Linked DNA regions of Mus musculus: regions 1, 2, 4, 5, 6 and 7 are each linked to region 3. The links are chromatin contacts, called in public Hi-C, HiChIP or PLAC-seq, Micro-C and promoter capture Hi-C maps. All regions are on one chromosome and are shown on one strand. The core of a region is the stretch at or near the end of the contact, and the rest is flanking DNA. Distances in the headings are between cores, read along the strand shown. Region 1 overlaps Fggy (FGGY carbohydrate kinase domain containing). Region 2 overlaps Fggy (FGGY carbohydrate kinase domain containing). Region 3 overlaps Junos (a long non-coding RNA gene). Region 4 holds the start of Hook1 (hook microtubule tethering protein 1). Region 5 overlaps Fggy (FGGY carbohydrate kinase domain containing). Region 6 overlaps Fggy (FGGY carbohydrate kinase domain containing). Region 7 holds the start of Plaa (phospholipase A2, activating protein).

Region 1 (3,260 bases), core at 192-2,691, 760 kb after region 3:
CCAAGTCAACAAAAATATTTATTTATTTATTTATCTATTGAGTGCTTGCTATATTTAAAGCATGAACTGAGCTCTGGGAAGGATGCAGAGAGCGATGAGGCACTACTAGATTTATACAGAGAGATGATTTTAAGTTAACATGAATAAATTCTTCCATAGAAATGCCAGCAGGCAACAACATAACCGGAAGAAGGAATAACTGGGACCATGCATGGAGAAAGGAAAATTTTAGAGGAAGACCATGTCTCCGCTGACTTTAAATGTTTAAAAGTCATTTCCAAACAGGCCAAAGTAGAGAAGAACATTCTTGGTAGAGGAAATAATCTATGCAAAGGGTCAGCTTTTATACTGAGATCACTACAATCAGAACACAAGGTGAGATGAGGAAGTGAGGCAGGCAGAAGTCAGCCCATGAAGCCCCTGGAGCCATGCCAAAGACCCCTGGGGTCAGAGTTTTAAGCAGTGATGAGACCTGATCAAATGGACAGTTTGAAAGTTTAGTCATACAGAATTGGTTCGTGAGAGCTAAGGCTAGAAGTCAGGAGGCTCTATCGAAGGCTTTTGGAGCAGCCCACATTAGCAATCAGGGTCACTATGAAATCACTGAAGATGAAGGAGCAAGTCCCGGAGGAAAGCACTTGGTGTTAAAACTTAAAGTCTTACCATGTCACTTTCCTTATATGTCTCAAAGGTCCATTATTTGAGAACTTGAAATGCTTACTAAAATGACAGTCTAGACTCATTTTATTGTCTCCAAATGGAATCAGGCTATTAAAGACCCTGCATGTGAAGCCCTCTCTGACTGCCTAGCTCAGAGGAGCAGCATGGGTATAGGAAACTCAACCCAGCAACAGAGATGCCCCTCCCAGTGAATGGAGAAGCTGTGGAGGGTGTCCACTAGAGGGTGCCTGAACTATGCCGTTTGTTTGAAAGGAGAAGCAGTTTATTCCCCTTCATCTCTTTTGTGACCTTCTCAAGACTTTTCAGGGAAGTGTTTTTAAGTTCATTCTCAGAAAAAAAAAAAATCCATGTGCTTTCTCCCCCACCCCCCTGCCAGGGGTAATTATTATTTTTTAATTTAAATTATAGATTTTTATTAGATATTTTCTCCATTTACATTTCAAATGCTATTCCTAAAGTCCCCTATACCCTCCCCTGCCCTGCTCCCCTACTCACCCACTCCCACTTCTTGGCCCTGGAGTTCCCCTATACTGAGGCACATAAAGTTTGCAAGACCAAGGGGCCTCTCTTCCCAATGATGGCCGACTAGGCCATCTTCTGCTACATATGCCGCTAGAGACACGAGCTCCGGGGTACTGGTTAGTTCATATTGTTGTCCCACTTATAGGGTTGCAGATCCCTTCAGCTCATGCTTTCTTTGAAGACTGTGGTGTCTTGATGGCAGCTGGCAGGGTTTCCATGAAGCAAATGCACAGTGCTGTGCCGCCATCTGCAGGCAGCACAAAGATTGCAACTAGAAAGCCAGACCCCATTTCCTCTTCCTGTCTCTTGGCTTCAAATCTCATTAACTTTATATTTTCTTGGTCCCGAGCCACAGACAATCAATTGTTTGAGAGGAGGGGAATTTAGGAGATAACTCAGCTGGCTGGCTGTATGTGAATTTAATGTCTAATAAAGTAACTGTAGTTCAGTAAGCAAATTGTTACAATGATTCCAATTATTCAACCTGGAAAGGGTGAATCGTGGGTTCCTGTTGAGTGAAAAAAGACATTTGCAAGAAGACAAATGGTATTCCAATGAATGGAGTTTCAGTAGAATTGTTACCTTAAAATCCTTGCTGTGTGAGAGAGGCTGCTGAGCAAAGCCCCCTTTAAGAGTTTTGCGATAACAAAGTTAGAAACCCATCTCACCCCACAGAAGAATTGCACCGCCTTGTATTGTCATAGAATATCATTAGAAGCAGAAAATATTTCTAAAAGCCATTCTCTGACTGAGAATTGAATTCTTTGGAGCGGGGTTTAGCAGCATCTCACAATCGTAGATTGAGTATAATAGTAGAATATGGATTATTTCAAAGCAATAACTCATACTTACATTATTTATTTGAATCAGTCATTGTTCTCATTCATTTCACATATTGCTTAATCCTCACAACATTTCTGCAGTATATCCTGTAACTATCTCGATTTGCAGGTGAGGAAATTTATGCATAGATGGGTTTTGTAGGCATGGGTTGTGTAATTCAAGTCCTGGCCTCAAATCCCCTTCTCAGCCATGGTTTGGCCCCATCACAGTTCCGACATCACTCTTCTAGAATGCTTAAGGTTGAAATATGGAACAAGCACAAATTTCTGTGCACTCCCAGATTTTCTCATACTCTTATTCCCCATCCCAATTCACAATGGTTAACATCCCTTATAAGGGTCATTGTCAGAACATTCCAGAGTCTACCAAATAATGTTGAATTGGATTCATCCACCCCATTAAAGAGAGTAAAGACAGAGTTTTAAAAGTTATGATGCTCCGTACTATTGCTATCCTTGTGGCATGGTGATGCCTAAGCAGACCCAGTCTTACAGCCAAGAGTGGTTCTAACAGGTCTCACCTAAAGAGTCTGATGGAGAAGGCTGGTTAGCAGGGTCACTACCAGACACTGAGGGTAGAGCCAGGTGCAGGGAGATGTTGGTCTCGTTTCTACAGAGTTTACCCTAGATAAACCGTTGGATAAGCCAAACACCTGGATAAGGCTGTCTGCCAAAGTCACTGATATGTGGAAATCACAAAGGGGATTAAAGTGCTCATTCTTAAATCTGGCCAAGGTGCTGTTTTCACCTGTGGCTAGTCACGCCAGACAGATGTATTTAAGCTTGGGATCAGAAGGGGTCTGTGCTAAGCCTGAGCCATTCAGTACATGCAGGGGAGGCTCAGAAGCCACTGCTTTCTAAGCACGAATCCCACCTCAGCTACACTTCAGGCTATTCCACTTTGGATGCACCTTGCTGATAAAACACCTACATGTCAAGCATGCATCTTGCAGAACTGCATGTCATTTATACACAATAGATATGAAGCATAATAACCCCTTTGCTTCATACACTAAAAACTTAGATTTCCGTCTGAACATAACAGATACATTCCCATCCTTCTAAATTAGGGGGAAGGCACACAACAGCTTTGTTTTGCCAGTGTTTAATGTGTTCCTTTTTGTACCCCCCAGATATTATGACAAGAAATATCAAGTGTTTCTGAGAATGGTTGAGCACCAGAAGGAGTATTCAGCAATCATGAATGGAAGCTGA
Region 2 (3,611 bases), core at 26-2,525, 620 kb after region 3:
CTTCTTCTTGATGAATATCTTATGAATGTCCCTGGGACCAGTTTGAGCTGTGGGGCATGCTCTTAAAAGTCTGCCAGACCCTGAGAGGAACCACACAACCATAGAGAGAAAGCAGACCCCGTGAGCAAAGCCCCAGTGATGGACAGAGGACTTGTTCTTGGTGGCTGTTTAGTTTTTCTTGTTTATGGGGTTTCTTCTTAGAAAGAAATAAAATAAGAATGAAAAAAAGAATTTTTTTTTCTCAATGCTTTTCAGTGTAGGAAGTATTTAAGGAATTCAGTGCCCAGAGGCAGTACAACAGTAAGAACAGGTGATGTTTTCTTTTCTTTTATTCCTTTCTTCTTTCACAAAGGAACTGAGGGCTTTACTCCATGTACCACGGCTAATAAGCGAAAGGGTAACAGCTTGGGTGCCCATCTACACAACCCCTAAGCTGTTTTCATGGCATCCTCTGTTGCTCCATCATTGTTAGCTCAGATTTCAAGGGTTCTATAGCTGATCAGAGTCTGGTTTGCTACAGGAAGGACTCCAGGTTACATGTCATTAGTTGTTTCCCTCTCTATGTTTTCCATTGAGCCGTAAGCCAGTGCAGCTCAGCTAATAGGCACATATCAGACCTGAGAAACTCCAGCCCCAACCATGAGGGCTGATTTAGTAAGGTCTTATGGAAAGCAGTAGATAAGTATCTCTCACTTCATTTTACTTTATTTCATTTATTTACTTATTAGTGCCAGGCTAATACCCAGGGCTTTGTGTATGGTAAGCATGTGCTCTGCTAGGGAGCCATGCCATGAGCCACAGGGTCTATAATTGTAGTGTCTACAAAGGCTGTAATGGGGGATTCAAAAATGCCTGCAACAAATGTCATAAGAGGACAACCGAATCTTTCCACAACTATTTTTCTCCGTCCCTAGCAAAGGATATTTTATATAAACGAGAGCCTAAATGTATGATAAATGGTTCTAAGAGTGAAGTAAATGAATAAATATTAATAAAATACGAATAGCATCAAGCTGAAGAGCCCGTCCCTGGTTGGTGTTGGGCACACTACAGGAATCTCTCAAATCACTATCCTTTCGAAGATGTCCTTTGGAAGGCTTAGGTCCAGCTGTTCTGAGGAGCCATGACAGAGGATCTGGTAAAATCTGCTAGCAATTAGAGACTGTGGAATTTTTATGTTCTCTTGAATAGTGAGAGAGACTGTTTGTATCGCTCTAAAGACAAACCCAGAAACCAAAGTGCAGATGCACCAGGGCACAACAGGAAACCACAAAAGCCTAAGATCTTTCCATGTAAATAAGAAGCTGGCCTTTACTTTTGAATCCACAGTGCAGAGTGGAGCACAGTTGTTAATCCAGCTTTTGCACAGCTCTGCTTTGAGCTTGAGCACAGTTAAACCATGCCACAGGATAAAAAGCACTTAAAAATGCTTGTTTTGATCAGCAAGCTTCATTTGTGTTAGTGAACAGTTTGGGGACACAGGTGCAGTGTGGACTCAGAACCATTAATTGGTCTCCCTTGTTCTTTTTGCAGTGATATTTGAAACCCTACTTCCCTCCACAAAGTTATATTAATCCATATAAATGCACGGGACATTTCCTGTTGACAAGCCTCTCTCACATGTCCCATCCTGGGGCCTCTGGTCCAGGTGCAAAGTGGAGAAACAGTGGTAACAATTCCCATACCTTCTTGTGTTGTTACCTCGATCTACATTTGATCAGTCCTATTACACTGGGAAGTAAGTAATACCGTACAACTGATCATAAAGTTTTTGTAGATAAGGAAAATGTGGTAGAACAAAAACCCATAGGTTTTGTTATTAGGTTGGCAGACCTATGTTCAATATAGAGTGCCTTAGCTCCAAAGTACCTTCCTTGTTCAACACCGACTGCAAGCCAGGCATGGGGCATAACGAAGAGTAGAAGTAGCCCTTGAGTCAGTTATAGTCCAGAGGAAGAGATGGGGAGGAAGCGTAAATTGCATAATCATGTCAAAGTACATTTAAGTATGCATATGCTCAACACTCTACCAATTTCATTCCTAGATAAAATCTTGGGGAAACTCCCGCACTGTGAAACAATATACACAGAGCCTTTTTAATACATCATATATCATACTATCCCCTGTTTGGATTTCCATTAGTAGAACATATTGCTAAACTATCATATTCATATGCTGACTTACATGTTTAATGAATAGACTGCATCTACATATAGTGGATAAGTGCAACAATTATAAAGTAACACAAAGAAGAAATGAGAGAAGTAGGCACAAAAATATTGCATCCATGGAAATTCTAAAAGAAGTAAAAACAAATGATGAAACTTAGGAATTTGGGCTGAACCTAGGAAGACAAAAGGATAATTGCCACAGATCTTAAAACCTTAGTGAATTCTATTTGTTGAAGGTTTTGGCTGTGTAGAACATAACTGCTTTCAGAAGTGGTCTAGAGGAACTGCCATTTGTTGATGAAGGACACATAAGCACTTAGTATTTTTTAAGATGTTCTGTAATTTTTAATCTCCTCTTCTAAGAGTGATATGTGTGCTGGAACCACCATGAAAGGACCCACCATATGGCATACAGTGGTATACCTTGTTTGGGGTACTATGGAGAAGGCTTTAATAAGGAAGGGGTGCTTCAATTGGTGGACTGAATAACTGACTAAGCATAGTTCAGTCGTGATGGGGAAGAGTGTGTATTTGGCACTAGCCAGCAATGGAGAGAAAAAAAGAGTGCAACAGTAGATGTCTAGAATATTGATAGCATTGGCGTAGGGCTGGAGGGAAGGCTGAAATGAGCAAGCTGGAGAAGCAGTGGAAGAGAATGAACTGGGACTGTGAGCATCCTGTTAAGGCTTGCGATCAGCCTTTAATCATAGTGGATGATGGCTGGGTTTACCACACATGTAAGTAGCTGCAGTTTGCTGCACATATTGAAAAGAGATACCTGAGTGGATGCTAGGAGGGCAAGTAAGGGATATTAGCAGTTGGGATGAGAGAATGTCAAGGTTGTTCATCTGAGGTTGTGGTAAGAGGCACTTGAAAGATGTTTATATCCTATCAGTAGTGCTTAGGGGCAGCAAAATCAATATGGCTAGAGAACAGATGTAGTAGAGCTTACTTGGGCAGAGAGCAGATGCAATAGAGGTCACTGGGGTAGAGAGCAGATGCAGTAGAGGTCACTTGGGTAGAGAGCAGATGCAGTAGAGGCCACTTGGTTAGAGAGCAGATGCAGTAGAGGTCACTGGGATAGAGAGCAGATGCAGTAGAGGTCACTGGGATAGAGAGCAGATGCAGTAGAGGTCACTGGGGTAGAGACCAGATGCAGTAGAGGTCACTGGGGTAGAGAGCAGATGCAGTAGAGGTCACTGGGGTAGAGAGCAGATGCAGTAGAGGTCACTGGGGTAGAGAGCAGATGCAGTAGAGGTCACTGGGGTAGAGAGCAGATGCAGTAGAGGTCACTGGGGTAGAGAGCAGATGCATCAGAGCCTCCTTTGCTACATCAGCTCAGTCTCTTGACAAAGGTAGAAGTGTGAGAGGCAGTGGACTGCCTGGATTTTCTTGGACTGAGTACTTATGAGATACAGATTGTTCTTACAACATTATCTA
Region 3 (3,518 bases), core at 188-2,687:
CGCACACACCGAATCCCTGCCACCTGCTTAAAGCACCGTCTCTAATGCCTAGAATTCTGTGGACTAGGTATTATCCATAACACTTCACAGAATAGGAGCATAGGCACACAGAGGTTAAGTACTTGGCCCGTGGTTAGAGGTCTGCTAAGACAGGCCTTGAAGTCAACTCTTGAAACCTGGTTTCAAAGGTCATCCTCTTAGACACTCACTCACTGAGAACTGAGTGGGGGCCATCTGTTAGGAGTTTCTTGTGAGGAGGGACACATAAACAGGAAGCAAGCCATGGGCTCTTCCTGTAGGCTTTCTCCACGCAGCCTTATGCTGCTAATCTCAGGAACTTGGACTTGCTAGATCCATAACAGAATTAATACTCTCTCTATCTCTTTCTCTCTCTCCCCCCTCTCTCTCTAGCTCATGTACAGAGGCAAGATTCTCTCTCTACTTATGAGGCCACAGAAGAGAAAGACACCTTTATTTACTTTTGACTGAAAACATTATCTGTCTACTGTAGACACACCTGTATCTTTGGTTAGTTGGATGTCAGTATCTGAGTTGTTCGATTTCTGTGTCCAACAGTTTGGGTAATGCATGAGGACATAGCCTTTGTTCGTCTCCTTTGCCACCCCCTGAGTGCCCAGCATAGCACTTGGCCACAACTGGTACTTAGACATTTCCAGTGAATATTTACTGAAAATGTGTTGAGTGACTTCTGGGTTTTGATTAATTATTTAGGAAGCAAATTGTGGGTTTATTTGCTTTGCTAGTAAGAGGACGTAGCTGAAGGAACTCTGAAGGTGAAAGAGACCTTTGTCTTAAGTCAGTGGTTTACAAAGTGCTTTTCTAAGTTTGCCTTCTGGATTCTAATTCAGCTACTGTCCCGCTCAAGCTTTCTGAGGTCATCACATCAGTGTTGGGAGACAGCAAGTTTGAGTCCCTATCCATTCTCATCCTTTACACCCTCTCGGATCGCCTGATCTCCTTCAGTCTGTGCCTAAACACTGTGAAGGAAGAAAGTTCATAAACTCATAGGGCACACTGTCCCCCTATCGGATGGGCAAGGACAGTACCACTGTCAACATGTCCTGAGCGCTTCTTGGGTACTAGGTTCGGTCCCTGTCGCCAAACATAATGACCAGACATTATTTTCTTTCTCCTCTCCTAGCTCTAAGACTCACGCCCTACTCTCCTGCCCTCCACTGCTCGCCCCGGGCTCTCCGGCCGCCACCGCCTGCCCCGCCCGCGCTTCGCCACCCCAGCCTCCCGCACCAGACGCCGGCTGCTCCTGCGCTCCCACGCCCGCGCACCTCGCTCTCCCAGCCCCGCGCTCCCACACCCGGCGCGGAGGAGGCGGGCGCCCGGGGCGAGGGCAGGGCGGCCACGTCAGCGGCGCCGGCTCGCTCCGCCCTCCGCGGGCCTCCCCATAGAAGGTAAAGCCTGGGCAGAGCCCGCGGGCGTCCTCAGGCTGGCAGCTCGGGCTGCTGGTTTCAGTTTCTGAAGAGCTAGGCCTTGAGCAAACACTGGCTGGCGGGAGGAGGGTGTTGGACGCCTTCCCAACAGATAATGTGATTCCCTGCCGCTGGGAGCCACCCACGGTGGGAAGGGGCAGCGCAGGGACCTGCGCAGGACAGCCACGGTCCTGGGCGGCTGGGGGAGCCTGAGCTCGGACCCTTCTTCCTCATCTGTAAGGCTGCCCCTCTCTCCGTGGACACTTAAAATGTTTGCTTTCTTTCTGAGAAAGAAACAGAGGGAGATCGCCAAGACCAACATGAACTCCAAACTCAGGGCATTCCTCACTCTACTCTGACCTTTTTGTAGATGCACTTTTTTTTTTCTTCTCAAAGGCCAGACCTATCCCTACCCAGCGGGTGACCTGTGTACATTTCCTAACTTCTCTGTCTCATTATCCTCACCCATAAAATGGGAGTAATGATACTTATCTTTAGATACGCTCCGAGGGTTAGATTAGCTATAGATTATACATATTAAGCACTTAGTGCCTTCAATCAGCAGTAATTAACATTATTATTAATTGTATTGTTATGGCGTATGACTAATCATGAGATAGATTCTTAGTGCTTCTGGGAGCATAAGTAAAAATATGCTCATTTAAAAAATTTTATTGAGGGAGGGAGTTTTATGAGGTGAATATAAAGAGTAGCACTGAGTCAGGATATAGTCGTGCATGTGTCTCATTTCATAAAGAAACTTGGAAAGCCGGCATTATGTCCACTGTACAGGTGAGGACTCTGAAGCTTCCAGAAGTCACTGGCTCATCTCAGACTCTGGGTCAGTATCTAATTTTTCTCTCTTTCTTTGAGACTTGTCCTTATATAGCCTAGAATAGTCTCTAACTCACCAAGTAGCTGGGGATAGCCTTGAACTCCTTAAAAAAAAAAAACAAAAAAACCAAATATTTCGTTTCCTCTTTCTCCCCCTCCTGCTCCTCCCCCACTTCGTGCGTGCGTGCTTGTGTGTGTGTGTGTTTGCCCAAGGAGTTCAAAAGACAGGAACTGGAATTAGAGGCTGTTAGGTGCTGCCCTATGCTGGTTGCTGGGAGGAGAGCATAGGTCCTCTGGGAGATCAGCAAGAGCTCTAATCTGCTGAGTCATCTCCCCAACTCCCAGACTTGAACTCGTGATCTTCCTGCCTCGTTAGCCTAAGTGTCACACACCTAGCTCTCTCTCCTCCAGTGACCACACCCCACCCCAGCAGGGTCACACCTGTTTGCCTCAGCAAAGGTACCTCCTTTCCTTTGCATAGCCTCCCATCCTCCCCGCATAGCCTCCCATCCTCCCTTTCGCCAAGCTCTTCAACCTGGAGAAAACCTAGTCAAGTCTGGATGCCAGAAGAAGGCCACTGTCTGCTCCAGGAGACTTTCTGATCCACCCCCACCACCTCCACCCCTCTTCTGCTGCCTGCAGCCCAGGCTGTACAGACTTGTTGTCACCACCATGTCTCTGTTTGTACTGTGCCTCCTCTCAGTAGGCCTCCACAGCTGACCGGTGCTGTCTACAGTCTTAGGACCACCCCCTCCCAGGTTTAGTTCTGAGCTTTACTGGTTGAAAGACTGGGATCTCTGATTTTTACTCTCTGCCTGTCACCTCCCTAATACAGAAGGTGGATTTCAGCAACACTGTCAGCTTGTAGTGTTGCGATCCATACAGGATGTCTGGGCAGTCAGTGGTCTGAACTTACAACTGACAAGGCTCAGGGAATGAGACAGCCTGAGGTCTTGGGTGTTACTTAGGGACAGAAAGAGGAACAGTGCCAACGGGAGAACCAAAATCATGGCTAGGCCTCAGAGGGGATGGTTCCAACCCAAGCCTCCCTGAATCTTCACATGTGGTCTTGGCCTTGCCTCTTTACTTCTTGGGATTCACCCCCCCCGCCCCCCCACCCCAAAGTTAGATTAAATACCATTAGCGGCCAGTCATTTGTCTGTGGGACTTGTACTGCCCTGTGTTCCCGGTTTAGGGTCACACACAGAAGGAACAGGAAGCACAGAACTCAGCCATTGC
Region 4 (3,413 bases), core at 406-2,905, 810 kb after region 3:
GTTCTGTTCCTAGTCCCTAAAGTAGGCTACACAAAACTGCCTGTAAGTCCAGCTCCAAAGGATTTGATGCCCTCTTCTGGCCTTCAAGGGAACCTGCACACATGTTGCAGACACACAGGAATAAAAATAAAAATGTATCTTTAAATTTTCCCAATAAATATGCCAAACTTCCCTTGAATTTTTGCTTTAGATTTATATTCATTTCACACTTGTCAGAATTAGTCTTTTTTTTTTTTTTTTTGCTGTTTTTCAGTAATGTGATTTTCTAACTTTTCAAATTGGAAAGAATTGAAATTTTAGTAGGTCACTTATCTGTGGGTCTCAGTGATAAACGTGCTTTAAAGAGTGTGTGGTTATAGTAATTCACATTGCAAAGTTTACAATTCCCAACTTACATTATTTTCATAATATGTGCTTATATTTTAGCCAGAGATATCTTTAGAAATGTAGAGGCTGTGGTCTCTACCCGTAACATTGAGAGCAACGCGGGTGGTGGTGGGGGGGGGGGAGGGCGGGGGTTGGGAGAGAGTCACAATACCGACTCTTCAATTCTTTAGGCCTATAGTTTTCATGAAGTTTCATTAGTATTTATTGTGTCTAGAATACACTTTAGCAAAATTGTGAGGTTGCGTCGAAAATGCCCTCACTGTATTTTTAAAATGAAACTGATTTATAACAGGGGGTTTATAATTTATTGTCCAACAGTTTTGCTCAACGTTTAAATATAAAAATCACAGAGAGTTAAGCGAACCAGCTGCCTCTTAATACAGAGTATGAATTGATGGATTAATGAATGAGTGAAGTGGTGAGAACCAAGAGTTAGAATAATATTGTAGCCCCTTCCAATAATGACACAATTTATCATGTTGGATTGCCACTTTCCAGATTTTATGGACCATGCCACCAACATCCTCAGTGGACACATCATTATTATTATTTTTTAACATAGAAACGAGCAGGTAGGGTACACAGATACAGCCTATGCTTTTTGAACACTATTTAATTTTGCTATCTAAAAACGGCCTTCCCCTTTGCCCCATTTAAAATGAAATCAGCCACAACCTGTGATTCTGTGAGGGCTTCTTTGACTTAGGCAGCATGGAGGTCTGTTTTTTCCTTAGGAAACACGTTTCTTGGTCACGTGGTTCCTCTTGCTTTGGGGGTTTCAATTCCTGAGCACTGTGGTGGGGAATGAGAAGAGGCTGGAGGCTGAGAGTGGGTCTGTACTAGTGCTAACCAGGAGAAATGGAAGGTTGGCCTCTGAGCCCTCCACTACCTTTGGCCACTCTAGCTCGCGCAGGCGCGCTCTCCTTCCTACCCCCAGCCCCGCCCTCATTGCACCTGCCAGGTCATAAACCTCCGCCCACCCACACCCGCTTCGCCTGGCGGTCCGGGCTTACCCCTCCTTGATTGGCCAAGAGTCTCTGGAGCGCGTCCAATCAGCAGCCCTCCTGTGCGACCTATTCCCGCTCCTCCCGCCCTGCCGGCCTCGCTGGTGCCCAGCTTCTTTGTGACTGGTGCTCGCAGAGGTCACTCAGCGTGCGGTGTGCGATCGGCGGGCGGGGCCGGCTCAGGTGCCGGGACGCGGGACAGACGCGGTGGGCGAGGGGGCGGTCGCGCCGCGACGTCTGCGCCGTGAGGCTTCGCGCGTGAGTGGCGCGGGCGCCAGGCCTGGCCGCCGAGCTCCAGTGGCGGGCGCGGAGGTCGTTGACGCGGGCCCGGTCGGAGGCGCGTCCGTCGCTGTGAGCGCGGCGTCGAGGTTCTCGGACCATGGAGGACCCGCAGCCGCTGCCACAGTCCGAGCTGCCGCTGTGTGACAGCCTCATCATCTGGGTGAGTGTAGTTCCACGCTTGCCAGCGAGGCCACCTGCGGGGCGAGCGGAGCACGGAGCCTCCGGCTGCCACGTACACCTCCTCCGCAACCCTTCCGTCCCAGCCTCTGAGAGCTCCGCCTCGCACAGGTGACCAGGAGGCGCTGGCAGCCTCGGTTCCCAGATTGCTGTCCTTTTGGGCCCACACAGCACCCATGGCGGTGTAGACACAGCTGAGAGAGATGGCCAAATTACCTTTGATGTGGGAGCTCTTTTTCATTTTTTCCCCCTCTTCCTCCCCTTCCCATCTTAATACCTTTCTTTTTTTAAAGTAAAAAAGAATTGGCTTTTTTTGTTTACGCTTGATCCATGTGCAGGATTTTTTTAGCGCAGATTGCCTCAGTCCTCATTTTTTCCCAGTATTCCGGTGAGCCAAATGGTTTCTAACCTGTTGGAATTTCCTAGATATGACAGAACTGCCGTCCAGGTGTGATTTCTAGGCCTTTATTGTGCTAGGATAGTGTTTGATGCCCTACAGTTGGGTGTTGATAGCGCTGATGGCTCAACTCAGTTGTATAATTGTGAAGAGAGTCTGATTGGAATGTAAGTAGACTGGATCAGGAGGATTACATCCTCCAAGAGATTGACTGGCCATCTTCTAATACTAGCAAATCCAAAGGACAAATAGGGAAGATCTCTATGAGTGTTTGAAATTTGTAGTCACTTTTGCACTTTAGACTTTGATAACATGTTTTAAGTAGAATGTAGTTAGGATCTCAGGGTTAAAGCGTTTAGCTCACTGTAGACCTGCATGTTTATTTAAATTACTATTTAGGTTTAGATATTGTATTTAAGATTGTTAGGAAAGAAGGCAGTATTACTTTAATGATCCCATTTGTTTAAAAACAAATGTCTAATCATAGGGTGTATTCAGGTCTGCAATTTTGTGCTCTGATCATCTGACTGAGATGGTAAACTGGGTTCTTTATGATGTCACTGACTTCCCTATGAGGTCACATGGAGTTCAAGAGTTTCTTAAACTATACTGCAATATTTCCAAGTGCTATGACCATATCCTTTCTTAAAGCAGTATTTTGACTTCCTACTTTGTGCTGGCCTCACAGGAATTAGTTTAACTAGCAGAGTTGTGTATCATTACAATGAAAGGCAAAGTTCCCCAAGATCTAGAGAGAGAGAGAGAAAGAGAGAGAGAGAAACAGAGAGAGAGAGGGAGAGACACACAGAGAGAGAGAGAATGAACCAGATAAGGATTCATAGACAATAGAGGGTGAGAGGGTGGTTGGTTAGCTCTTGCTAATTGGCTCCTGCAGTGATCTCCCAGGCTGTTGTACACTGGAGAAAATTGAATGGCTGAAAATCAGTTATTGCTTCTAATCATGGCGGTAGATGCACTGTTCTCCCTGACACTGTCCAGCTTGGTGATGGGGAAGGACATGGTGGTTCTGATTCTTTTTAGGACGCTTCATTGATGCCCTGCTTGGCTCTTCTTGGAACCGAATTTTGACTTTCAGGCACAATACCACCTCCTCAGCTTTGGGTCTTCCTTTAAACTCTGTTCCTTCTAACTCTTTTAGAGCATTG
Region 5 (3,466 bases), core at 219-2,718, 680 kb after region 3:
AGCATAATGTGCACTTTGCTCAGTTTTGGATCTTGTAGCACAGGGTAAGTGATCAGGCTATCTGAAGAAGGAACCTAGGTCCAAAATGCTGTGGACAAGATCTAGCATGGGCCTGTAATTCCAAGGGCACCCAAATGCTGAGATTCCATCTCAGTGCCCAAGGGGTTCTGGTCGTAAAGTCATGCGTTTAGCATCTTTGTGATGGGCATAGGGAGTAGGGGACAGTGGCAAACTGGCATCTGGGAAGAGTCCAGAGCTCCAGGAAAAGCTCTCTGGGAGGACACCTTGCAGGGGTATAAATAAACCCTGACCTAGCTTCAAGTCTCCCTGTGCTAGTACCTTCAACATTCTAGTATCTTCTCCCCAAGTGTCTCCTGGAGACTGTTGCGCCCTCCTGTACCCATTGCTCGGTACCCAGACACCAGGTATAAGCACAGGATAAGGCTCCCCTTGTGGTGGTAGTTGGCGGGGGGCATAGATGTCTGTCATGAGCCCACCTTACCCTGGGCTCCATTCCGTATGAACCCACCCATTGTGTTTCTTCCATAGCGAGTAGGTTGGTGTCTGAGCTCAGACTGACTCATGAGATCATTCCTGCTCCAGGCCATGCAGATACGGGGCCTTTATCCAAGTGATAGGCTCATTCCCTGCATATAAGGTACTAAATAAGGAACTAACTAGAATACCTATTCATATCTTACAGAGAAGTAGACCAAGGCACAATTTGGGGGCTCACCTAGAAAAGCATGTTGTGTTAAAGATCGATTAGGATGTGGGGAAGCATGGACTTTGCCCCCCTCAGCCAAGTGCCTAGTCTGTTGGTAGGAATCATACTGCAATCATTAATTCTCCCTAACTGCTGAAATTAGAAAGTAGACTGCATTGTAGTCAAACAAAGAAGGAAGAAGGACAGGAGAGGTACATTCAATTGGCTTCCCTAAATCAGGCAGCCACATAATATTGGGATTGGGATTGGGCCATTGAGCCAGGTTTCTGGACCTTTCCTTTATTGCTCTCCGATGATGCCAGCCCTGTTCCAAGGTTTGTAAACCTGCAGAAGTGGACCACAAAGAGTGGAGTAGACAGAAATGAAAGTAAGATCAGCTGGATGGCTCAGCTAAGACACAGGCCTGAAGTCTGCTCTGTGATTCCCCACTTCTTAGCTTTTAGTTACCCAAAGCCACATCCCACCTGGATGGAAGCAGGTTAAAAGCCAGCTTCAGTACAGGGAATGGGGAAAAGAGGACCCTTGAGCAGGGTAGCCAGAGGTGACCTGGGAACAGCCTGGGCAGGCACGACAGCTCAGGGTTTTGTGAAAATGGGCCATCCTCTAGTCATGTGTCCCTGAGCGTCAAAAAAGCCAGGGAATGCCACTTTGCTGCAAGCTCTGCATTGGGAACTGTTGTTCTCTGGGCTGCTGAATGGAAGGCTGTTAGTGGCTGTTTGGGTTCAGGCAGAAATTGGACCCTTTGTCTCTAACTACTGGCTAGTTACAGTTGTGGACAAAGAGACCTTTTCTTGGCCTGAAATTCCTCTACTCATGACTGACAAAGGATGGCACAGTGCATCTGCCTTCAAATGCTTTGGCTTCTGCTAAACTCATTAATGCATCCGATAAAATAGCTGACATTCCAGGCAAAGCCTCCCTCTTCCTGCCTTTACCCAGGGCTCAGAGAAAGGAATGCACTTGAGTCTGTTCTGTAAAGAAGCCTGGGGAAAGGTGAGGCCCTGGTACCTTTAAGCACTACAATTGCGCTGCTTTCCCTGTCCAGAACAATGTAGAGCAAAACACAGCATAGTATGAAATCCTCAGACATCCGCATGAAAAATTGCAGAGCCGAGTAGTGGAAAGATCAGCAGGCCAGCTGTCTGACGTAGAGGAAGTCACTTTACTTGTGAGAGCCTGGGGTCCCTCTTCTGAAAAAAACCACAACGTTGTTGTCTACCTCATGTAGACCACTCTGGGGAATTGAGTTCTAGGTTCTTGGAGCTCATAGGGAGTGATCCTAGCCTGTTGCTTCACTTCCTCCCTCCAGGCAGCCCTATGCCCCAAAAGGAGAAGGCATGGTGGAGAAAAAGAGTTTAAGATTTTATAAGCAATTTTGGCCAGGTTAGGAAAAGCAGGCTTTATTAAGGCAGGAAATATGGGCTGTACCACCTTGGGAAATGACTTGGGCACCAGAGGCACTTCCTGTACCCTGGCCATGGACTTAACTGTGATTTCCAAAAACAGTCTGCATGCGTGTACCAAGTAACTGTAACCGTCCTGCAGACTTGGGACTAAATGTTCAGTCTTGTAAATTGTGCTTTTTTAGGGCTGGCAGTTTCTCTAGGGTTTCCTTCTTCCTGTCTCACTATTCTGACTTTTAGTTCTTTACCCCCCAACACCCCTCCTCCCGCCAACACTCACAAGCACCCCCTGGGTACACAGGCTGTCAAGTACTTGGCTTGAGGATACAAAGAACAAGATGTCTCCAAGAAGTCCATTACCAAACAGCAAAGTTTCCATTGTCTTCTGACCAGTGTGCAGAAGAATATAATAGAGACCCGGAGATCAGAGGTGACAGGCCAGGCAGGAAAGGTAAGCTTACTTAAACTTGGCCAACTTGAATAAAGGGTTTATTTACAGAGGTAAGGAAAACCTAGGCAGCCAGGAAGACCCCCATAGCTGCTAACCTATTTCTATTCCCTAGGCTTAGGGATGAGGAACTGGAGGGACCCAGCCCAAGATAGGAGCTTAGTTCAGTTTTAACCAGAGGGCACTTTGCAAATGAGAAAACAGAGGTAAGAAATGGTTAAACAACCTGTCTAATATTGCACAGCTGTGTCAGCAAGGAAGCCAGAATTCAAACTCTGGCAAGCCAATTCAAGAGTGAGAGCTAATGAGGAGCTACTAGGGGGTTCCCCTGGCCTCTACTGTCTAAGGGAGCAGCCTAGGACTCATTCCTTCCTACTCAGAAATTGTGAAGTTGTGGGTCTATTGTGAAGAGCTGAAGATGAACAATGTTTGGAAGAGTGTCTTAAAACAAAACAAAACAAAACAAACAAACAAAAAAACCCAGTTCTCTATCAATAGGAGGCCTGAGTGGTAACAGATTTACACAGCGTGTAGTATGATTTCTGGCTGAGCCACCAGTACCTTTCTTTGTGGCCTGGTATCTGTCTTTTTCCTTCCTCGAAGCTCTGCTCTCCAGCTCCCATGACATCCATACAGAGCCTTTGTTCTTGGCCATGTTGAGTCTAACAGTAACAGCCACCATGTCCCCAGGGCTTCACACAGAATGCAAACATGGGAGCTCCACCTGAGTGCGCTGTCACCAGCCCACACAGTGCACCTGTGCAGTGAGCCTGGTCCCTATTTGATTTCTGTTTCCTGGCTGTCTGTAAGGGGGTGGGAGCTGACCTGACCTGGAGGAGCTAGGTAAGTTAGCAAATGAGCCTCCTTAGAAGAGGAGGGAAGGGAACT
Region 6 (3,398 bases), core at 652-3,151, 630 kb after region 3:
CCTACAAAGTAAGAAATGCTGAGTAAAGGCAAGATGGAGGCAAGAATGTTCCATGAGTTATTACAGAGGGAGTCAATGTTCAAAGATGGTACAACAAAGGTGATAATATTGAGCTGAGTCTTTCTTTCTTATTGACTATATGTGGGTGTTGTTATGAGCATTGGAGGAAAGGTACAAGCCAAGTAGAGAAGAGAGTCTCAGATCCTCCTAGCTGGACTGATGGGTGGGTTTGAGCCACTCCATCTGTGTTCTAGGAACTAAACTGGGGTCCTTCAAAGGAGAAGGAATTGTTCCTAAGCTCTGAGCCATCTCCAAAGTTTTTGAGCCAAATCTCAGGAGGATATATAACTTTTTTTTTTGTCTGAGGGGAAATTATGAAGAAGCAGAGATGAAAAAGAAAATGGCTCACTTTGGGGAATTTCAATTTTTCAATAAATCTAGGGCTTAGTCTGTGAAAGACTTGATAGGGAGGAGAATCAGGAAACAATAATCTTGTGATTAAGTCAAACAAATAAGGAAAAGCCAAATTAGAGAGTATGTCATCTGTCAGGGATCAATATTAATAATAATACAATTGAGTTTTTGTTTTAGAAAGGTCATTTGCTGGACATACAGAATTTGGCCTGAGTAGGGGTAGAGAGGATGGAGGAGAGGAGGAAAATAACTGAGAAAGGGAAATCAGTTTACTTGCTGATGAAATAGTACAAGCAAGACATGGGAGATAATACTAAGGCAGCAGCAATGGGGAACAGACTGTGCTTGTGGACAGAAGAACAGGATGACCTGCTGTGGGCAGATGAAAAGTGAATAAGTTAAGACTGGAATCTAGAGAAAGACCAAGAATAAGAAGAGCCCTAAAGGGTAGCAGATTCTCTTTTAGATGTATCATCTGGATATGCAAGTCACATTAGTGAGAGACTCAGGAGTGGGGTCTGAGTCTGAGGTAAACATGTGGCACTCTACGACACACACATTGTCCCTGCACTCGCTGGAGTAGATGAGCCCAGGGAGAGGGAGGTAATAAAAGGTGTAGGAGAGATCACAGGGAGGGGGAAGGGTTTCCTAAGGAGACAGACTAATAACGGGCCTGCGGCCATGTGAGAACTCTAAGCTTCCCACTATCTCAAGAAGGGGTAGAATTAAACCACCTGCTGCTTCACAGTTTGTTTAGGAGCCTAGTGTATCACAGTGTCTTTGTCCACACTGTGCCGTGCCATGCAGATCTTGGACTTTGTTCTGGTTGATGATTAGTCGCATTTATGGGTCAGGAAACTAAGCCTCAGAGAGACACAGAATCACATGGTCAGCCAATGGCCTAGGCAGAATTGTCTAGAATAGTTTGTCTACTTCCCAAGCCCCTGCTCACATTGCTCTGTCATGCTCACTGCCTTGAAGATAGCAACTACTTTTATCTTAACTGGTTCCTGGGAGAGACAGGCACACTGGTAGCTCATTATAGTGTTCAGCCGAGCAAGGCAAACCAAGAGGTAAAAAACCAAGAGCCTCCCTCTGTTCATAAACATTTCTCCAGGCTCTTATTCTCTCTCTCTCTCTCTCTCTCTCTCTCTCTCTCTCTCTCTCTCTCTCTCTCTCTCTCTCTCTCTCTCTCTCTCGTGTGTGTGTGTGTGTGTGTGTGTGTGTGTGTGTGTGTGTGTGTGTGTGTGTTTTAAGTAGTCATCAGGGAGTTGGCAGAAATAGATGTATAAGTGTTTTTTCCCCCCTCTGGTAAGACAATATCCTAGTCCATTTGGAAGAAGAGATGACCATGGAAATACCCAGTCCCACACAGGTCTGCTGCCACTCTCCAAACATCCGAACCTGGAAGCAGACAGTCCAAGCAAAGCCTCCTGTTCCCTCCCAGGACTGTTGGCATCTGGAGCCTGCCTCCTGTCCTGCCAGGGGTTTAGGCCAAACCAGCCTCAGGGTGAAGGGCTGGGAAAGGACAGAGGGAGCTGCAGTACCTCCCCGCTCTCAGCCAGTCACCTCTCCCCGAAAGAGTTGTGAGCAAGCATCTGGACTTTGTCATTCAGGGAATCCAGCCCATAGGCGCCTAGCCCTACATGAAACTGGGCCTGTGGCATCCTTGCTTCCAGCTAGCTTGAGAAGACATGACCAGAGGCAGGAACACTTGGAATGTGACTTTTGACCCCAGCCTGTTATTTCTGATCGTCGTAGGAGTCTGCACATGTGCCTTGGGCATCTCGGGTTGTAATTATGTTCAGTATGTTTGATTTGACATACACACAGGGAAATTGAGGGTAGATAAACATGTATACTCACAAGTATACCCCATGCTCAGCCCATCCTGAACCCTCAGCTCCCGCTGGATTTTAAGTTTATTGAGGATAGAGACTTGGATATACATAACTTTGAAGCCCATCTCTCCCAATCTTTTCAGGTTTTAAACTGTAGTCTGAACTCAGTATGTATCTGAAGTCTTACCCAGCTAATGTCTGAGATTATAGATTGTAGCTATTAAATACAGCCTATAGTTAACAGGTTTTTTTGAAAAAAAAAATTCCAATAGTCTTAGCAGCAAATTAGTTGGGTGACAGAATAAGTAGGTACTTGGAGACACCCCAAGAGACAAACTGACACAATCCCATAAACTCCAGGCCACGTGAGAGCACAGCCTATTGAAATATCTCACTGGAGTGTTCTACTGGACCAGCTGGGATGCAGTGAGTCAACTCTTTGGAATCTTAGAAAACCTCAGAGAGAATAGTGTCTCTGCTCCAGTCATCTTATAGCTGGGAGAATGGTGTTGAGAGAGGGAAATAGGTGGGGCGTTTCTTACAAGCACACAAAAGTGACTTCTCTTCTAGCTCTTTGACCTGCTCAGCTTAGATTTAATTTATATGCTTAGTTATATCGATAGAGTCATGCCTCTTTCCGACTCTCATAAATGTTGTGTGATAACGTAGTATGCAATCAAAGGTTTAGTTGGCATTTTGTAAGTTAATATAGAGTACACATGATCAAAGCATTTGTCAAATGTCTAAGTTCAATGGTAACACTGATACTAAGATTAATACCCTTGTGCCTATACCGAGGTTGTGCCAGACGATATTGCCAGTCTTCTAAGCAAAATAAATAAATAAACACCCCGCCCCCAAACCTAGCTATATCATTAAGTAAATACCAACTGATAACCTCTGGATTTTGCTGTTGTGTTGTAGTTCTCTGAGTTCATTTGATCCTGGTTTTGGACACATGCCCTAATAACAAGGCTTTCCAGTCTAGCCTTTGAAAATATGCTGTTTTGCTCTAATCTCCTTTTCAGTATTGTTACTAACAATACTGACTAAAAAAGGAGCCTCTTCGTGGTGGTCTTTCATGTTGTCCCCTGCTGTTCCACCCTACAGGCCTCAGTTCAAGGAGAACTAACATTGACTTGG
Region 7 (3,401 bases), core at 840-3,339, 560 kb before region 3:
TACTGGACTTAGTTTCATTTGTTGGCCACTGAATTTAGGGTCTTACGTAGGCCAAGCAGTGAGCTACGTGCTATACCCCAATATTTCTGAAGTTTATTTAATGAGAACAAGGACTGTTTTAGAGGTACAATTTTCACCAATAATTATAATTATTCCTAGTTTTATTAAGCGGTTTAGGATATTAGACTCTGAATAGTTGGAAGAGACTATGTGAGGCCATATCCAATTCAACACAGCGGTTGGCTCTTGAACATTCTTACTCTACTCTACCATCCTCCAGTGGCTGCACTGCAAAAGCCATCAAACAAATCTACTTCCATGCTTTGCCTTTAGACTTTTCTTTATTCTTTTTTTTTAAGATTTATTTATTTATTATATGTAAGTACCCTGTAGCTATCCTCAGACAGCCCAGAAGAGGGCATCAGATCTCATTACGGATGGTTGTGAGCCACCTTGTGGTTTGCTGGGATTTGAACTCAGGACCTTTGGAAGAGCAGTCAGTGCTCTTAACGGCTGAGACAACTCTCCAGTCCCCAATTCAAGTGTTTTTCCATATAAACACTACAACCTGGCTTCTGCTAGCCTTCAGGACCTGCACTCACGGCATACTATGTCTTCTGCCTCTCTGGAACGTAGCTCTCCAACTACAGTTTTTCCACTTTAAAGTTCCCCCAGTCCACCCTTCAAGATCAGCTTACTCAATCTAATAAGAGATATCCGCTTCAACACACACACAGGAGAAACACCTCCAAGAAAAAAAAAAGGTTCCTACTAATATCTTTCCGGTCTAACTCTATATTCTCACGAGAGAATATAATAAAGTTCTGTAAACAGAGAGCACCTGTCCTCCTGTCAGTGATGTCTTTCTCCCCAGGAAATACATATATATGTATCTCATCATCTAAATTCAATTTACCTTCCCAAAATCACTAGCCTGTTTGCTGTCATAAAATTTTCGACTAATCAGGGCTTTAAACGCAACCTCTGATATTGATTTGGGCTGGATTTTAACTTTTTGGTTATTTTATTTATTTATTTATTTTTGGTGGTGGTGGAGTGTGTGTGGGTGGGTGGGTGGGTGGGTGGGGGGGAATTGAAGGCAGAACTTCAAAGCAATGATAATTTTTCCTCCTCGAAAAAACAGAACATTCCTACACAACGATAACATTTGAGGAGGTTCATCCTCTCCTCCCCAAACAGACTATAACTTGGACAACCAAGAGAGGACACCATGTGTAATTCTCTGTAAAGCAATTACTGAGAATTATAGTCTTCAAAAATTTAAATCTGAGGGATGACTACAGAGCAACTCCTAAGATCGGAGCCCGAGGGGCAAGCCAGAAGTTTTCATCGAGCCGAAACTGGGAGGGCGCAAGCAGCAATAAATACTAAAGACTAAAAGAAACCTAAGGGGTTATCTGCCAAAGCTGAAGGCCCTTAAGGTGTTTTAAGATGCTCGTCCAAGGTCAAGTCGCCCGTTAGTGGTCAAGTTAGGACAGCCAGCCAGGTCCTCCAATCCTATCCATACTCATTCCCCCGAAATCTTGTCGGTTTCACAGACAGCGCCCGAAAAGCCAAAGCTCGGGACTCGGCAGGGAGGCAGGAGCAGCGCGGACACCAGGAAGAGGGAGAGATTCAGGGCAGGGAAGGAGGGTCACTCCTCCCACGTGTCTGCAAGCCTGTGGTCCACCCGCGGGCGGCGGGACTAGCAGCGCTCACCTGTCTGGAGCCCAGAGGCGGGTGGTCCGATCCCGGGACACAGACACAAAGGCTCCCGGCGGGTAGAGGCAGCACACCAGGCCCCTCACGTCCAGTTCGTGGCCCGGGAGCGAGCAGCTCAGCCGGTATCTGGAGGCGCCGCTCGCCATGGCCAGCGTGGATCCGGAGCCCGGCCCCCGGGCACAGCGCGAGACTCGTCCACAGGCCCGAGCCGGCGTGCGCCAGGCTGCGGCCCGAGACCCGCCTGCAGGAGAGGGGCGCCGGAGACCGGAAGAGCCAGTCAGCCGGTGCGGAAGGACCGCGGGGGAAGGGGCGCGCCGAGCCGCCTGAGTGACACAGCAACCCTAACACACACGCCGGAATTCATCATCCGCCGCGGCCCGCGGTGACGCAGAGTGTGTGCGTCGGGCTGCTGAGCATCACGGACCGGGCCCTCTATCCTTCTGCGCCCTGGATCGCCGGCCGAAGAAGGGACGGTGAGATCAGGAAATTCTGCGTAGGCGCCGGAGGTCTGGGTCCGGTCGGAACCCGGTCCATTTCAGAGAACAACCGAAAATCTGTAGTAGTTGGAGGAGGGTAAATCGGAACTACAAATCCCACAATGCCGAGCGTCCCGAGTGACTCGCCGGCGCGCTGAATCCGGATGTTTTAAATCTAGGTGCTCGTTTGACTACTCTGAGTAGTAGAGCAAAATTGCTTGTTTGCCTTACGCCACGATTTGTTTGCCCATTTTCTGCTTGATTCTGGAGAGTCTCCCAAGATTTTCATCAGTTAATTGTTTTTTTTTTCATTTAAGATGACTGAATCTGAAGCCAAAGTGGGAACTTTTAATGAACTTGCCTTCACCTCAAGCTACCCCCTATAATACCAGATTTTGCAGAATGATCGGGTGCCCATTCTCCCCTAACGTGACCACTGTTTGCCCGAGGTTTGGCGCAGAAGGTCTAAGGTGAAGCAGAAAATGCCTTTAATTATTTAAAAGGTCTTACGGTAGCTCGGGCTAGCCTAAAACTCGTGGTTCCTTGCTCCAGTCTCTGAACTCTGAAATTACAGGTGAGAATATATATTTTTAGCCAAACCCCGATGGTGTAGGTAGGAGTCTCACTACATTGCATTGAGATTGTCAGTCTACATTGTAGTAAAGTTAGCTTTCCGTATTGTAGCACGGCATCCATCACACCACAAACCTTTGTTAAGTTGCCAAATCCAATTTGTGTGTTTTTCTTCACTCTTCTTAAAACTTTCATTCTAGGCTTGAAATCACTATTCCTCTGTGTGTGTGTGTGTTTCTCTTGACTTTAGCTCTGAAATGTATTATTCCACTTTGTTCGGTAACCCCAATAGCTTTTCGTTATTTATTTTTTTATGTCGATTTATTTCATGAATGTAGGTATACTGTCGCTGCCTTCAGACACACCAGAAAGTGGCATCGGGTGCCCATTCCAGATGGTTGTGAACCACCATGTGGTTTCTGGAAATTGAATTCAGGACCTCTGGAAGAGCAGCCAGTGCTCTTAACCACTGAGTAATCTCTCCAGCCCCAACAGCTTTTCGTTCTTGAGAATACACTGTTGTATAAGGCCTTCCCCATTTCCCTAATTTATTTTGCTAAGGTCTTTTCCCTTAGGTGTGTGTCTGCCTCAGCCATATTGAATTTGCCATCTTTCTCTGAACATACCATG

Evidence for each region. Promoter capture Hi-C pulls out the DNA fragments that hold promoters and counts their contacts. A called contact is a pair of places that touch in the nucleus more often than the background predicts. HiChIP or PLAC-seq counts read pairs in DNA pulled down with a chosen protein or histone mark.
Region 1: a contact with region 3 is called in an H3K27ac HiChIP or PLAC-seq map of embryonic stem cells, with 8 times the contacts expected there. The contact joins two enhancer-like sites. A contact is called at or near these places in 8 of 484 Hi-C or Micro-C datasets (adipose-derived mesenchymal stem cells, bone marrow-derived macrophages, cerebral cortex and 4 more) and 7 of 115 datasets of contacts at active chromatin or transcription factors (the NIH/3T3 cell line, bone marrow-derived macrophages, embryonic stem cells and 3 more).
Region 2: a Hi-C map of bone marrow-derived macrophages shows a contact between it and region 3, with 16 read pairs. The contact joins two enhancer-like sites. A contact is called at or near these places in 3 of 484 Hi-C or Micro-C datasets (bone marrow-derived macrophages, myocytes and uterus) and 4 of 115 datasets of contacts at active chromatin or transcription factors (bone marrow-derived macrophages, embryonic stem cells, large pre-B cells and 1 more).
Region 4: a contact with region 3 is called in a promoter capture Hi-C map of embryonic stem cells, with 5 times the contacts expected there. The contact joins the promoter of Hook1 here to the enhancer-like site in region 3. A contact is called at or near these places in 1 of 39 promoter capture datasets (embryonic stem cells), 5 of 484 Hi-C or Micro-C datasets (B cells, CD4 T cells, CD8 T cells and 2 more), 3 of 115 datasets of contacts at active chromatin or transcription factors (embryonic midbrain, embryonic stem cells and large pre-B cells) and 1 of 9 other capture datasets (macrophages).
Region 5: a Hi-C map of bone marrow-derived macrophages shows a contact between it and region 3, with 14 read pairs. The contact joins two enhancer-like sites. A contact is called at or near these places in 1 of 15 datasets of contacts at CTCF or cohesin (pro-B cells), 9 of 484 Hi-C or Micro-C datasets (B cells, the HPC-7 cell line, bone marrow-derived dendritic cells and 6 more), 6 of 115 datasets of contacts at active chromatin or transcription factors (acute myeloid leukemia, bone marrow-derived macrophages, craniofacial prominence and 3 more) and 1 of 9 other capture datasets (embryonic stem cells).
Region 6: a contact with region 3 is called in a Hi-C map of liver, with 1.8 times the contacts expected there. The contact joins two enhancer-like sites. A contact is called at or near these places in 4 of 484 Hi-C or Micro-C datasets (bone marrow-derived macrophages, liver, nephron progenitors and 1 more), 4 of 115 datasets of contacts at active chromatin or transcription factors (cardiomyocytes, extraembryonic endoderm stem cells, forebrain and 1 more) and 1 of 9 other capture datasets (embryonic stem cells).
Region 7: a contact with region 3 is called in a Micro-C map of embryonic stem cells, with 4 times the contacts expected there. The contact joins the promoter of Plaa here to the enhancer-like site in region 3. A contact is called at or near these places in 4 of 484 Hi-C or Micro-C datasets (CD4 T cells, embryonic stem cells, erythroblasts and 1 more) and 1 of 115 datasets of contacts at active chromatin or transcription factors (extraembryonic endoderm stem cells).

Annotation. Positions count from the first base shown.
Region 1 is chr4:95,923,545-95,926,804 of GRCm38.p6, forward strand. It overlaps Fggy (FGGY carbohydrate kinase domain containing), which reads left to right. Exons shown (of 16, transcript NM_001113412.1): 16 at 3,179-3,260. The coding sequence ends at 3,260. Among named protein-coding and RNA genes, the nearest start is that of Hook1, 42 kb to the right of the region's middle. Within about 2 kb of position 1,442, at least 21 of the 459 cell types and tissues checked have an H3K27ac peak or open chromatin away from gene starts, as enhancers often do.
Region 2 is chr4:95,776,771-95,780,381 of GRCm38.p6, forward strand. All of the region lies in intron 8 of Fggy (FGGY carbohydrate kinase domain containing), which reads left to right. Among named protein-coding and RNA genes, the nearest start is that of Hook1, 190 kb to the right of the region's middle. Within about 2 kb of position 1,276, at least 31 of the 459 cell types and tissues checked have an H3K27ac peak or open chromatin away from gene starts, as enhancers often do. A contact at or near this core is called in bone marrow-derived macrophages and uterus, where this site is marked.
Region 3 is chr4:95,160,029-95,163,546 of GRCm38.p6, forward strand. Junos (a long non-coding RNA gene) reads left to right here. Exons shown (of 5, transcript XR_867920.3): 4 at 1,163-1,427. Among named protein-coding and RNA genes, the nearest start is that of Gm12708, 32 kb to the right of the region's middle. Within about 2 kb of position 1,438, at least 294 of the 459 cell types and tissues checked have an H3K27ac peak or open chromatin away from gene starts, as enhancers often do. A contact at or near this core is called in B cells, CD8 T cells, bone marrow-derived macrophages and 10 more, where this site is marked.
Region 4 is chr4:95,965,724-95,969,136 of GRCm38.p6, forward strand. Hook1 (hook microtubule tethering protein 1) reads left to right here and starts at 1,656. Exons shown (of 22, transcript NM_030014.2): 1 at 1,656-1,833. The coding sequence starts at 1,771. 9530080O11Rik (RIKEN cDNA 9530080O11 gene) reads right to left here and starts at 1,932. Exons shown (of 2, transcript NR_045776.1): 1 at 1,401-1,932.
Region 5 is chr4:95,844,578-95,848,043 of GRCm38.p6, forward strand. All of the region lies in intron 13 of Fggy (FGGY carbohydrate kinase domain containing), which reads left to right. Among named protein-coding and RNA genes, the nearest start is that of Hook1, 120 kb to the right of the region's middle. Within about 2 kb of position 1,469, at least 111 of the 459 cell types and tissues checked have an H3K27ac peak or open chromatin away from gene starts, as enhancers often do. A contact at or near this core is called in B cells, bone marrow-derived macrophages, hematopoietic stem and progenitor cells and 3 more, where this site is marked.
Region 6 is chr4:95,792,835-95,796,232 of GRCm38.p6, forward strand. The region is part of intron 8 of Fggy (FGGY carbohydrate kinase domain containing); the gene reads left to right. Among named protein-coding and RNA genes, the nearest start is that of Hook1, 170 kb to the right of the region's middle. Within about 2 kb of position 1,902, at least 68 of the 459 cell types and tissues checked have an H3K27ac peak or open chromatin away from gene starts, as enhancers often do. A contact at or near this core is called in extraembryonic endoderm stem cells, liver and uterus, where this site is marked.
Region 7 is chr4:94,601,158-94,604,558 of GRCm38.p6, forward strand. Plaa (phospholipase A2, activating protein) reads right to left here and starts at 2,090. Exons shown (of 14, transcript NM_172695.2): 1 at 1,720-2,090. The coding sequence starts at 1,868. It also overlaps a transcript of Ift74 not described here.